2 separate regions of the Mus musculus genome follow, and region 1 is linked to region 2. Evidence: chromatin contacts called from public Hi-C data. All regions are on one chromosome and are shown on one strand. Each heading gives the region's core, a stretch centred on a gene start, on an enhancer-like site or on the middle of the called end of the contact. The rest is flanking DNA. Distances are from core to core; before and after follow the strand shown. Region 1 holds the start of Ttc12 (tetratricopeptide repeat domain 12). Region 2 overlaps Drd2 (dopamine receptor D2).

Region 1 (4,026 bases), core at 969-3,468, 120 kb after region 2:
GTTACCTTATTTCTAAATCTGTTTTGTTTCTCTTTCACCCATACAGCCTGCCAATTTAACATATTCCTACTTGCTAAATAAGGTGTGTGTGCGTGTGCACATGCACTCTTTTTAGCTACAAACAAGCTCCCTAAAGCTGGGACAGGGATAGACTGGTTTGGAGTCTCTTCAATGTGCTGCATGGCTCAATGGACATTCTCTTAAGTTCTACCTCTTTGAACTTGGGAAGGGTGTTCTTGGGTCAGGGGGTGCTGAGAAAGAGGATGAAACTCATAAGCCATTCACGTAACTGACATATCTGAAGGGAAAGCCACAGACTCATGTCCCCTGCCTACAAGAGGAACACAGATGACTAAGTAGGCTCTCAATAGATCTCAAAGGGAACAGACAGACTCACTGGCAACCAGGAAAGGTGCTTGGAGGAGAGCCGTCAGCCTGAACTTCAGTTAGACCATGATAACTTCTATGATACCAATTAACAGCCAGAAAATACTGCCCCAAGGCTGTAACTGAGACCTCAATAGCCTTCTGTTTAATTTCAATTACATTTTTTTTCCTTGAGAGTCATAAACCTGTCAAACAAGCCAGGGAGCTAACTTCGTTTTTCTTCACCCACTTCACCGCTCCAAGGCAGAACTCAGCCTGTGACTTAATGCGACTTACTTATTTCATCCACATTTTCCAGAAATCTCTGCAAGTCTCTCTCTTGATCATCAGCCATCGCAGACACAAATCTCTAAGGGAGGCAGTATAAATTATGAAATTAATAATATAAAACACTAAACAGAACCATCGGGCTTATTATCTGTCTAAGACTAAGTGTTTGTAAATGTCGTGAATAACAGCAGGGTGAGCCATTTCCCTCTGACTGCTGTTTAAGGCCAAGGGACAGTTATTATTTGTGGCCACACTTCCGGAGAGCTGCCAGCCCTGCCTCTGCTGGGGGGAAATGCTCTACAATAATTCCTCCAAAGCTAACCACCAACCACTGTGATTTAGGGACCTGATGGCAAAGGAAGCTGGGAGAGGAGCCGACTTATTGCCAGGGCTGGGGGACGAGTGTGGTCTTCCAACTTTGGCCATGACAGGTGTGCCTAGTCGGAAGCTTGGGCCAGGCAAAGCACAGGATAAGTAGGGAGAAGACTACCTTCATGAACATGTCCACACTCCATTAAAACCGTTGCCTCCGCCCTGTTTCTGAGGATGAAGAGGAGGTGCCACAGTGCACCAGCGTCTGCTTTTCAGTACTCTACCAAGTACATTAGCTTTATTACACTTGATTTTGAATGTGAAGACTACATGATAACCTCGGAGGTACCCAAAGGCGTATCCACACAACCTAAAGATCACCAGAAGGATAAACTTCCCCAGCCTTGGCCCACAGCGAGCCGCAGCTCGTTTGGGAGCGCCCCCTAGGTATGCATATTTTAAATACACTATACTGTGGTTCCAGCTTGCAGACAGGCGGCTTGGTAGTGCAGTCAGACAACTGCGAACTAAAACTTTGACATGCACAATTAGCCCGTGAGTCCCAGTTTCTCCGTCTACGTTATGGAAATCATAATGCGAACCCAGAGGACACCACGGGTCTGACTGTAGCACCCTGAACGTGGATGCGTGATTAGTCAGGCTTCTTTTATCTAGAAAACAGCCTTGGCATATGGCTCAAACAGCTAACACTCCCTAGGAATGAGATTCACATCGGGGGTGGGGGTGGGGGTGAGGTGGGGGGTGGAGGAGGGAATTAACTCGTGCAGAGCTACAGGCTGGCCTGAACCAGGCGCTTCATGGACGGAGAAAGCCAGTCTTTCTGGAACAGTACACCCAAGCCAGAAGGGTCAGCAGGAACGCAGAGCCAAGGCTCCCTGGAAAGGAGCAGAGCGGCGGTGGGGTGGAGGACCCACACCCGAGCCCCACCCTTCGGTACTACACAACTCCATGGAGGGAGGGCGGGGACAGCTGTACTGTTGCCAGGCAACCGCTCCCCAGCGTCCTGGCCCTGTGCTTCCAGGGTTGGTCTCAGCCTGCAGCTGGTACTGGATCAAACTCAGGGCCCGAGTCAGTGGCCTCTGTCAACTCTAAGCCCAGGCCAGGAACAGTTCCAAGATAGATTCCCCACGGCCACCCGGCTAGACTGACCTTTAGTGCCCAGGATCGGACGGGAAGTGGAAGCTGAGGACAGGCTGTGACTGGCTTTCGCTGGGGAGAGGCGGGGCCTTGGAGAGGGCGGGGCCTCTCGTGACCCAAAGAACGCGCTGCCCCGTTTGAAGCTGGGATGTCCCACCCAGAAGCAAGTTGGTGCCGGCTGGTCGCTAAAGCAACGTCAGTGAAAGCCCTTCCACTCTGGAGCCGCGAGGGTTCTCCCAGTTGGTTTCATATCTTTAGTCCCATAATGTAAAGGCTCCATCCAGCGTACTTCGGTGTGAGTCCAGGTTTGTTTTTAATGACCAATGTATGGCCTCCAAGGCAGTACCGTCTCTTTGATTCTCAATTTTTCTCGTAAATGAAATGGAAAAACGACACTTTTCCGACAAAGCTATGGTTAAGGGGGCTGGATCCTATCTAGCTACAGAAGTGAGTGATATACAAACAACAGTAGGATTTAGGGTAGAGAGAGCACATCACAGGGAATGGAAGAGTGGTGAGTCCTGAGCTCTAAAATGTGGGTAATGTAGATCAGTCAAAACCAGAATCTACAAAAAAGTGCCTGAGGCTAGCCAGTGGCCAGGCAAGAACCCAGGTAAGAAGAGGCGATGGGAGTTCCAGAACTACTGGCCGAAGAAGGGACAGACTCACTTGCACCCAGGACTGCCTTGGATAGTGATGCTCAGTAGCCACAGACTGGCTGGCTGGTGCGTCTTCAGAAGCTCTTTCTGTCTGACGGCTTCCATTCCTGTTGCTATGGAGTGCAGCTCTGCCCTCCCCAGTCCCATAAGCCCATGTGTTATAGGACTAGTTCCCATTCCTTAGGACCAGAGGTTTGCCTTTGTTTTGTCTTTTTGTTTCTAGCACGTGGACTTAGATGAGCAAATGTGCCTACAGAAACTGTCAAGTATGCTATTCCGGATGGAGAAAGGATAAGAGAGTTGACAGTTTGCATCAGGCTTCCAAGGGCCATCTGTCCTGAAGAGTAAGATTACAGTGGTACAGTCACAAGCCACTTTGCGGGGACAAATCTTACACTTGATAGATTACTAGGGTTTTGTTTTGTTTCACTTTGCTTCTTTAGCTGGTCTGTGTGTGTGTGTGTGTGTGTGTGTGTGTGTGTGTGTGTGTATGTGTGTGTGTGTTTTGGATGCTATACCTTTCTGTGGCCCTGCATAGCCCAAAATTCACTTTGTGGCCCAGGGTGTCCTCGAGCTCAAGGTGATCCTATTGTCTCGGGTGCTGGGATGGCAGGTGTGTGCCACCAAACTTACCTCGGATTGGTCAGAAGTCCTAAGTGACCCCAGAAAGTCAGTCACCTGGCAGCAAAGAGTCTCATGCTCTTTTGTCCAGGCCTATGTAGATTTTACTTTTGTGCCCTGGTAACTTGATATGGCCAGTGTGGTATACAGATAAGCAACTGTGAACAAGAACCTTCAATAACCCGAGTGTGACTCATTGACTATGCCCCCCCACCCACCCAGCAGTTAGCCAATGGAGGCCTGTGTGAGCATTCACAGAACCCAGTCTACCTTTGATTCATAGAAGAGTAAGCAGTAGACCCGGCTGATAAGGGGGTCAACATTTTGGGTGGCTTTGTTGCCTCGGCATAACATGCTCAGCCACTCTGACCACGTGTTCTTCACTTGATGCTATGCCAAAAATCTAAGGGTGCTGTGGGCGAATCTATGCGGATCAGGATGACTGTTGTTAGATTTTAAGGGTCAATGTCTGTGTGTCCTCCCTCCAGCACAGTGGTTTACGTGTGCAGAGACTTTCAAAAGCATTAGTGAGCTGTATTTCAAGGATGAGTTTACTTTACGGAGCTTAAATCCCTTGCGCGAGACTCCAGTTTTGTGGTTTATGCCTTCAATAAAAAAA
Region 2 (4,038 bases), core at 1,101-3,600:
GTGTGTGTGCGTGCGTGTGTGTGTGTGTGTGTACATGCGTGTACACTCATATGTACCATGATGTATATTTGGCAGTCACAGGGCATCTTGCAGGAGTCAGTACTCTCCTTCTGCCCTGTGAGTCTAGGATAGAGTCGAACTGTCAGGCTTATCAGTAAGTACTTTTACCTCCTAGGCTATCTTGCTGGCCCTACTTGAATTTCTTCAAATCACCTTTTTCCTTTTTTTTTTTTCTAAAATGGCTGTACAATACCACATTCCCTTCAACATACAAAAGTCTCTCCCTTCTCTGTCCCTTCAACCCGTTACCGTCCACAGTGTTTGACAATAGCCACCATCCTGAGTTTTAACTTCTTCATGATTGTTTTTGGTTTAGTTTTGGGCAGAGGGTCTCACTTCATAGACTAAGCTTGTCTGAACCAACTATACAGCTGAGACTCCTTGAACTTGTGGCAATCCTCCTGCCTTAGCTTCTTCTTAAGGGCTGATGGCAAGCATGAGAGACCATGGCTTGATCAAACCTTTTCCATTTCTTTCTGAGTTTTGCATGCCTTCCTTTGGGATGTATTGACTCGGGCCATCTCTGTTTATAAATCTGTGTATACATGTGCCTGCATATGTGTGCAGCTGCCTGTGGGGGCCAGAGGAGGGCATCAGATCCCCTGGGACTGGAATGGCAAGAGTTTGTTAGCTGCCCAGTGTGAGTGCTGGGACCTGAACTTCAGTCCTCTGCAAGAATAGCAAACACTCCTCACCACTGAGCACCACCTTCACCAGTTTTAAATGCTGTCTTGTTTTCCTGTTTCTGAAGAGTGTGGATTTCTCGTGTTCGGAGTGTGAACTCCTTGGCTGATAAAGGATTTGCAAGTATTCCTTCACAAAGTTCAAGCTGCCCGTTCACTCTTCCAACCACTTCCTTTACTCTGCAGAAGCTTTCAGCGTCATGTGATTCCGTGTGCCTAGGTTTGCTTTTGCCACCTGTTTTCTGGGGTCTCATGAAAGTGGGGTCTCACTGCCCAGTTCATATCTTGTAGTGGTCTTGTTTTTTTTAAGTGGATTTACAGTTTTAGGTCTTAGGGTTAAATTTTAATCTGTTTTGGGTAGAATGCTAAGTAAAGGGTGATGTAAGTGTCTTAAATGCACAATTGCTCTGCTGGTGCACAGTCAATTCTCTTCAACACCACTTGCTAAAGAGCCTGTTCTGTGTACAAAACAAACCCCTTTTGTTCAAAGTCAGCAAATAATAGCTGGGGGTGTTACGTTTACTCTGATAGCTCTATCTGATTAGGTAGTCTTTCCTTTAAAAAGATGTGTAATAGTCTATCTTATGGATAGCCCACATCTTCTTTGTCGTCTCTCACTGGGTCACTTTGGCTCCTGACATTGTGTGAGTGCATTGTTCCTTCAATTCTTTTGGATCTCTCACCAGAAACGGAATTGCTAGCGCTTACAATTCTAGTTGTCTTTTTTTTTTTTCAAAGAACCCCTTGCTGTTCATGATATAAGCCACACCATTTCACAGTTGTCTTAGGAGGTTTGCAAGGTTCTGGTTGCTCCACATCCTTGCCAATACTTGTTCTCCCACTGGCAGTAACTGAGTGAGCAGATGTTTATACACCTGTCCTGATCAGTGAGGCTTAAATATCTTCTCATCCTTTCTGATGGTTCTGAACAGGTAGCCTCCTAGTAGACAATAAAAGAGACAGATACCGCGGGGTTGCCAGGGACCTTGGCCTAGGTTAGGAGAGCCCTGAAGCTTTATGGGAATCTGGATAGATGTAGATCTTCTCTTCTTTTCCTTTCAGCAGCACAAGGTACAGGTGGTGAGCTGACTCCTCATCAAGCCACTGGGGGTCAAAGGGCGGACCGAGAGAAAAGATGGGGTTCTGGGTGGACTGAGCTCCTGAACGACTCTGAGATTTCATTGCCACATCTGTGAAATAGTATCAGTGGGAGGTGTTTTAACAGCCAACCCACCAAGAAAAAAAAAGGTAACACTATCATGTTTGGCACTTGGCACTCTCGATGTTGTACAAACATCCTAAGTGCAGCTGCTAGCAAACTGTAGCAAACTGCCTGCCAGACACCTGGCTGGGGAGAGCAATTCGATCCCTAGTTAGCATGCCACACCCACACCTGCAAAAATGCCTTTCTAGGTGCTTGGGATGAGAGAAGCTGTTTCTCTGCCATAGCTGAGGGACTTTGTGTGACCTGCATGCCAAGAAAGGTCACCCAACTCCATGTTTGCTCAACAAATATATGCTGACCTTCTGTTAAGTACAAAGCTGTGATCCAGCGGCAGAGCATAAGGGGGTGGGGCGTGGCAAAGAGTCTGCAAGTCACGTGACCCAGCTCTGCCTTTGAGGATCCCTGCCTGGTCTGATGACCTCCAGTTAGTCCTCTCATCTTGTGTTGTGTTAATCACGCCATCTCTGTTTCTCCCTTGAGCTGTGTTCTTCCTGAAGACCAGACTCTGTCTCATTTATTTTGGTATTCACACTTGCTGGCATTTAAAAAAAATATTCAATAGATATACCCGAAGAGGCAAAATTTATAAATCTGTAGCAGGATAGTAGAAGAAAATAGGTAGCCCTGAATAGTTCTCGGTGGGTGCAACCCCCACTGCTTCAAGGACTTTGCAGTTAAAGGAATCAGCACTTTTGCAGTACATTCAGTATTGCAGGCATTGATAGAACCACTCAGCACGCATCTCGCTGTACTGCAGGTAAACTTTATAATGACGCCATCTTTATATATCCCCATTGGTGTCAGCACTGTTCTCAGTACCTTTCCTTCTTCGCACAAGGGCTGAAATGAGCAGCAGCAGCTAAGTAGGCACCCCTCAACCCTTGGTTGTTGACATTGTACGTGGAGAGCTGAGATGCAAGCCTGCTGTTCATTGTTCCTTCATGTAAGGGGGCAGCTGCTATTCTCATTTGATACAACTGGGGCTTTAGGGGAGGGAGGGAGGGAGGGATGTAAGGAGGGAAGGTGGAAGGAAGAGAGGGAGGGAAGGAGGGAAAGAGAGGAGAGAGAGAGAGAGAGAGAGAGAGAGATTGTGATTAAGTGACTAATCTAAACCATATATACTTAACAAAATGCAGAGCCAAGGTGGCACCAAGACCTAATTCCTGACCAAATAACCAGCAAAACCCAGGGTGGCCTGCAGTATTCTAGACGACAAGATCTGGAAGAAAGCACAGACAATCAGGCAACCAAGGAAGCTTGAAGATGTGTGGACATTTGTACTCTGGGGAGCTTGTTCAGTTGGGTGCTATCTCTCACCTTTCCATTTGGACACACACACACACACACACACACACACACACACTTACACAGACACAGACACAGACACAGACACAGACACAGACACAGACAGACAGACACACACACACAGAGAGAGAGAGGGAGAGAGAGAGAGACTTACCTATGGCCCTACCCCCACTCTCAAGTGTGGAGAGCAAAGGAATAGGTCCCATCTAATGGGGTGGGGGGAGCTGGGTGGCTGCTCTCTTTCCTTGTGTTTGTTTTCTAACTGCCAGTGCTTAAAGAAGCCACTGGCCCCAGGCTGTGCTGACAATGCTGGCCTTTCTCATTGTATGGTTGTGCAGCCTGAGACCAGAGAGAGTCTCTCTCCCACATACATGGGCAGGCCCTCCTGTGGCCCTCAGGGTGTTGATGGAAGCTGACACAAGTCCAGTGTGCTGGGCTGCAGGGTCCAGGCAAGAGGAGAAAAAGGGAGATATCAGACTTCTTCTGCCTTCTAATCCAGCCCAGCTGAATCTTTCACAGGTATTTATCTTTTGAGTCACGTAAACTGTTAGAGTAATACTTCTCAAAAGGTTAAAAACCTATTTCTCAAACATGTACGTGCTAAAGATTTGCATAATTCATTAGCTGGGAAGCCTGTGAGATGACAAAGCTGGCTTTATAAAGGAATACAAGAAATAACCTGTGCTGAGTGTGCCTGTAATCCTAGCACTCCAGAGGCAAAGGCAGAGGCAGAAGGACTGCCAGGAGTTCAAGGTGAACCTACAT

Evidence for each region. A called contact is a pair of places that touch in the nucleus more often than the background predicts.
Region 1: a Hi-C map of embryonic stem cells shows a contact between it and region 2, with 4 times the contacts expected there. The contact joins the promoter of Ttc12 here to the enhancer-like site in region 2. A contact is called at or near these places in 8 of 39 promoter capture datasets (the 3T3-L1 cell line, cranial neural crest, embryonic stem cells and 3 more), 2 of 15 datasets of contacts at CTCF or cohesin (both in embryonic stem cells), 14 of 484 Hi-C or Micro-C datasets (differentiating embryonic stem cells, embryonic stem cells, liver and 1 more), 16 of 115 datasets of contacts at active chromatin or transcription factors (differentiating embryonic stem cells, embryonic forebrain, embryonic stem cells and 2 more) and 2 of 9 other capture datasets (embryonic stem cells and pancreatic islet).

What each region holds. Positions count from the first base shown.
Region 1 is chr9:49,484,007-49,488,032 of GRCm38.p6, forward strand. It overlaps Ttc12 (tetratricopeptide repeat domain 12), which reads right to left and starts at 2,219. Exons shown (of 22, transcript NM_172770.3): 1 at 2,140-2,219; 2 at 664-736. The coding sequence starts at 721.
Region 2 is chr9:49,363,726-49,367,763 of GRCm38.p6, forward strand. The region is part of intron 1 of Drd2 (dopamine receptor D2); the gene reads left to right. Among named protein-coding and RNA genes, the nearest start is that of Drd2, 25 kb to the left of the region's middle. Within about 2 kb of position 2,351, at least 27 of the 459 cell types and tissues checked have an H3K27ac peak or open chromatin away from gene starts, as enhancers often do. A contact at or near this core is called in differentiating embryonic stem cells and embryonic stem cells, where this site is marked.